Linked DNA regions of Danio rerio: region 2 is linked to region 1. The links are chromatin contacts, called in public HiCAR-type maps. All regions are on one chromosome and are shown on one strand. The core of a region is the stretch at or near the end of the contact, and the rest is flanking DNA. Distances in the headings are between cores, read along the strand shown.

Region 1 (2,700 bases), core at 138-2,637:
TTCATTCCAGACAGCATACATTTTCCGATTGTGTCATTATGTTGATGACTGAAGTGATCAACTGAATTTTCTGGAGACAGTAGGCTATATAATTTTTCTAGATTGGTATTTATGGTTTAAAATTATTTTTCTCAAACCAAAAAAAAGCAATGATAATAAAATTAATAGTTAATAGCTGCTTCTGTTGATCACACACACATACTGTACGCACACTTGCGTGCAAAGTTCTCATATATTTAAAACTGAATACATTAACTCTCGTTCAAGCATGAAAAGTGCCATTGCTTTCTCTTATTTTGGATTCCCTGCTAGCCATGGCAACCCCATTACTGTCGTATTTTCAATAATTAATCATTCATGTTTTCAATATGAGCCGTCCATTCATTCTTTTCCGTTGCACCTTAATGGTTTTGGGCTGTTGCAAATTTGGAGTCTCTCTTGTACCTGTCCGCAGAACATTCCCAGTGTTTATACAGCTGCCATGTGACTTGCTGTCCTCTCTCAGGCCATAGGACCTGGTCCCAAATATTTCATTTCCCAACTAAAACAACCAGCCCCCCTTTTTCAAAAGCACACACACACACACACACACACACATGGTACACACACACACACGGTGATGAATGTGTAATCACACTGATTAAGTTGTTATTAGAGGGCAGGAGATCCTCTGTAGGAAATGGGGGTGAGACACACAGATGATTATTTACATCCCTCTATTCTAACCGCAGCTGGAATAGAGAGGGGGAGGCAAAGAAATATGAATGCACGGCTTGGTGGGGTCTAGGTAAAGCTTTCTGTTTTCATTATGTGATGATGAAAATGGCGAAGAGTATCATTTAATATAATCACTGGAAAGTTTTATATATCAATGATCTTTCACACTTTTTTCGGACTACTTTTTCTATGAAGCTCATAGGTCTGGTGTCTTTTTGCCCTTTATACCTTTGTTTACCAGAAGGTGGTGCTGCTGCATCTTCTCTATCAAACTTTTAAAGCTTAGAGAGAACAAGCTTCGTACTGCTTCCCGGTACCCATGTCTTTGACTCCTCTCTCTCTCTCACACACACGAACACACACACGCACACACACACATATATATATAAACTGAGTTGACGTACTGTATGAAAGTAAGAAATAGATATTAGTGTACGTAAACATGTATACATATCTGTTTGTGTGTATGTGTGTTTTGCGTTTTCTAATTACTTCCTGGCCTAAGTGTAGATTTCCTGTTTATGTCATGGTATAAATTTGAACAAATTATATGATTTAAGAAATAAAATCAATACAGATTACGATATTTGACTATTTTCTGACTTTTACTCTGTTTCTTCTCCCACACACACTCACTCTCTCCCTCTCTTTTACGCTGTGAATGTGTGTGTGATGCAGCAGCATTTAAAGTCTCGTTCTGTGACACTGACTCTTAAAAAGAGATAGAAAGAGAAAGGGGCGAGAGAGAGAAGCAGGAAAAGAGAGAAGAAAAGAAATTGTTGTTGGTCTCGGGGAGAGTGAGGGGCAGTCGAGCAGTGATGCGGCGTCGAGCACCGGTATCATGGAGTTCTCAGTATGCAGAGGAGAGAGAGGTGTGTATTTACGTTTAGTGTCTTTACTGAATGCAGTGTGTAAGAGAGGTGTGTACAATGTGAGGCCTACGACAAAAAAATGGCAACAACAAAAAGTATTGATGACCTACAATCTTGTTACTGTTGTAATGGTTAATATTACTTAGTACTTATATTATATTCAATACATCATTGTTGGGTAAATCGTCTTCCATTTCTAATCTAATCTTAATTCTAGCCAGATAATAGGATGCATTTATAGTTTCAAAATGTTGATGAATGATTTTTGTTTATATTTATATCTATAGGATGACTCATAATTAAGATTTCACACACAATAGAAAAGCATGTATACTGTACATGGTCACACACAACACACACATAATTGAGTTGAGGGTAAATTGACAGGTTATGATGGCATACCAGCTAAAAAGACTTAACAAACAGGTGTAAAAAAATATATAATAATGTAAAAATAATATAAAAATAATGTCCATAGTGTATAGTAAATATTAAGTAATTATTTATTTATTCTGAAAGTCTGGAAATGTGAACAAGAAATATATTAATATTTGTTTTCTGTTACTTGATTCAAAAGTTAACATTTATTATTATATCCCTGAAATTATTTTACAAATACACACATTGTTAAATCTACTTAAATCTAATCGATTAAAAAAAATAGATTCAGTACAGCATTGGTTTTTAAATCAAATAAGGCGTCGAATACTCACGTCTGTGTGTACAGTATGCCGGTGTGTTTGTATGTTTTGTGGCAGCCTCTTTCTCTCTCTCGACATTCATCTGCATGTTGCCAATGATTTTAACAGTTTAAAACCAATCTCTCACTCACTGGGTTCAGAAGGGGCTCTTCACAGTTTGGCTGTCTTCTAACTGTTGATTGTGTGGCAGTTCTGTCACCACTTTTCTCTTCGCTGACAGCTAATGGAGTGTATCTTTGGAGCACTGCAACTCTATTTTAAAGTTACAATTAGGGGGAAGTTGTCATTACACACTGCAGTCATTTTCGTGAAGTTAATTGGAAGAGATTCTTAAAGTTCTCTTGGCTGTTCTTGCAGTGAAAACGGCGCTCAACAGTCTGCCTAATTTTCCTGTCTTAAACTGTGTGTTC
Region 2 (2,700 bases), core at 18-2,517, 220 kb after region 1:
ATGCACTTTCTTGAAAAGTTGGAAGATCTTTTAGGGCCCAGTTTCTCTACAGTTTAATACCTACTAACAACTACGTTACTGTAATTCTTTACTCTAATAATCAAATACATCAGTTTTCCAAAAGAAAGAGTGTCGGCCTTGATGATTTATTTGTTTCTCTCTCTCTCTCTCTCTCTCTCTCTCTCTCGAGTTTGTTCATCCATCTTAAGTGTTTAAATTATGTAAGTATTTTTTCATTTAAAAAATGTTGAGGTTGCCCAGTCGATATCCTGTTTTTACCTCGGGTAGAATTTCTTTTGGCTGATGGACTATGGATTTCTTCTCCCGACAGAGTGCATTAAACGTGTGAAATGTTAATCCAAAGTCGGTTACATATTTAACTTCAACGTGTCAGACCGCGTCCGTCAGGATGCAAATGCAATTACAGAGCGCTTCATTAAAACACATGCAGCTCGGCTGTAAGTCACATTTCTGAGTTCATCATTCTGCCTCTTGACAGGCTTCAGCATCTTTAATTAAACAATCGATCGTTTTAGAAGCCCCTTTCTTTCAGCGTTTGTTTAGATGGATTGGTTCACCGTTCCTGTCTCATAAGGGAAAGTTTTCATGTAGGTTAAGCCGTTTTCTTTAAATGAATGGGGTAGGTTTTTAGATGAAGTCTGTAAAATTAGGCTCCTCCGTAAATGTTATGTTTTATCTAGATTTTTCTTTTTGCTTTAAATGTTACTTTAAACATTTTATATAGAACAACAATTTAGCACATTCTTCTAATTTTATGCGGTACAAAAGCGACATTTGCTTCCGCCTCTGCATCTAAAGCAAGGTTTTGTCCTCACCAGCAAAGGCTTAAAATATCCTTTTATGCAGGTGCTTTATTGTTATAGTTTTAATATTGATTCTCTGTACGTATTCAGCCACTTTTAAAACATTTAGGCTGTAAACTCTTAAAGTAAATGTCACTGATGAAGAGTGGGCTTTAAAAATCAAAATAATAACCATCAATCTATCATCGTTTAACATAAAATATATGTCCTGCTTTTTCACCAGCTGCATTTAATTTAACACACCATTGCACTTCCTGAAACGCAGGATCTGTTAATTCGAGGCTCTCATCCTCTCGCCCTACGCCGCCTCCTCCCCGGATTTTATAGCTGGCTAAATTCCCCAATATTTACAAGATCGCGATGCTAAATGACCCTTGCAAACAGTCCGGGAGCGGCAGAGGGTCCCGCCCCTCTCAATCTGTGCTCCTTCTTTGAGGAGCCGCGACAGGCGCTTTGTTTGGACACTTCGTCAGTTTCCGGATTCCGCGGTGACAGCGCGCGCGCTCTTCATTCACACCGTCGCTCTAAAGTTTTCAGTTAATGACATTTCTCATGCGGTGTTTCATATAAAAGTGATTTGATTCTCTCTTGTTAAACTTTGTTCTTAGGCGAAAACATTTCTTATTTCCGTTAATGTCGCCAAACGTTATTACTGGCATTTCTTAATAATAAATGGTTAAAGTAAATTGATTGTTTCTCTGTTATTTGCAATGAGTCATATCGAATATTAGCCTGATAAACAAGGAAATAATTTATCATGTTATGTTAATATCGAAACGTCCATTTAAAACAGCTTGAATAATAATAATAATAATAATAATAATAATAATGGCAATAATAAATAATTTCAACGAATGGCCGTCTGTTCAGACCATATGAAAATTACCATTTTGGTGGGTTGGAAAACATTTTCTTACATTAATAATAATAACTAATAGTTGAATAGGATAATAAGTCAATAAAATATACTGTAGTTTATTCCAATTCAGTTCTTAGTTTTTGTGATCAAACCTTTTTTAATTTAACTATGATTCATTATCTTAAAAACAAACAAACAAATTAACAAATATAATAAATAGATAAATACGCTTTAACATATGTTCATGCATTGCATTAAAATTATGTTATTTAAAGATTAGTTTTAGTCTTTATTTTTATTCAAAAGCTCATGTTACCTTTTGTCTGCTTCTGCTCTGATAATGAAAGATTACATTTATTATTAGTCATCATTTATTTGTGCTATGATTATTACAATTATAAATGGTTAATATTATAAACATTACCTAATAGAGTGTGAATTGTCCTTTTATTTAAAACAATCAAAATACAAAGGCATCTTGAAATGGGATTTAAACAAATGAAACATTCTATGAAATTATTTGTATGAAGCAGACAATTATAGAAAAGTCAAAAACACCTGAAAAGTCTCCCTAGTCAGATCACAAAATGAAAGAATGACCTGAATATTAAACAATAATTACTACTAATGCTATAATAAACCCTGTTACCTTTCCCTGCATGGCATTATCGTTTATAAAAACATAGAGATGAACTGAGTGTAACTTTCAGTTGATCTACCATTGATGACCATATTTATTTATTTATTTATTTATTTATTTATTTATTTATTTATTTATTTATTATTTTTTATTTTGTTTGTTTATTTATTTTTTTATTTTTTATTTTTTATTTAAAGATTGCTATAGGAAAATGTGTCAGTATGCTGTATGTAGTGCATCTATGGTACTTTATTTTAGGTTTTCATTAATTGTTTGTAGTGTTCAAATATTATGCCCAAAAAATCTAAACAGAGAGAAGACTAATGAAATGTAATGTTTAATGTAATGTAAATGTTATATATAAATAATAATATGCA

The links. HiCAR-type assays count read pairs that join an accessible place to other places.
Region 2: a HiCAR-type map of caudal fin shows a contact between it and region 1, with 6 times the contacts expected there. The contact joins two enhancer-like sites. A contact is called at or near these places in 1 of 18 Hi-C or Micro-C datasets (embryo) and 1 of 4 datasets of contacts at active chromatin or transcription factors (caudal fin).

What each region holds. Positions count from the first base shown.
Region 1 is chr7:37,375,519-37,378,218 of GRCz12tu, forward strand. It overlaps a transcript of sall1a not described here. Among named protein-coding and RNA genes, the nearest start is that of sall1a, 210 kb to the right of the region's middle. Within about 2 kb of position 1,388, at least 6 of the 62 cell types and tissues checked have an H3K27ac peak or open chromatin away from gene starts, as enhancers often do. A contact at or near this core is called in caudal fin, where this site is marked.
Region 2 is chr7:37,599,269-37,601,968 of GRCz12tu, forward strand. It overlaps sall1a (spalt-like transcription factor 1a), which reads left to right. Exons shown (of 3, transcript NM_001146014.1): 3 at 1-129. Among named protein-coding and RNA genes, the nearest start is that of sall1a, 15 kb to the left of the region's middle. Within about 2 kb of position 1,268, at least 14 of the 62 cell types and tissues checked have an H3K27ac peak or open chromatin away from gene starts, as enhancers often do. A contact at or near this core is called in caudal fin, where this site is marked.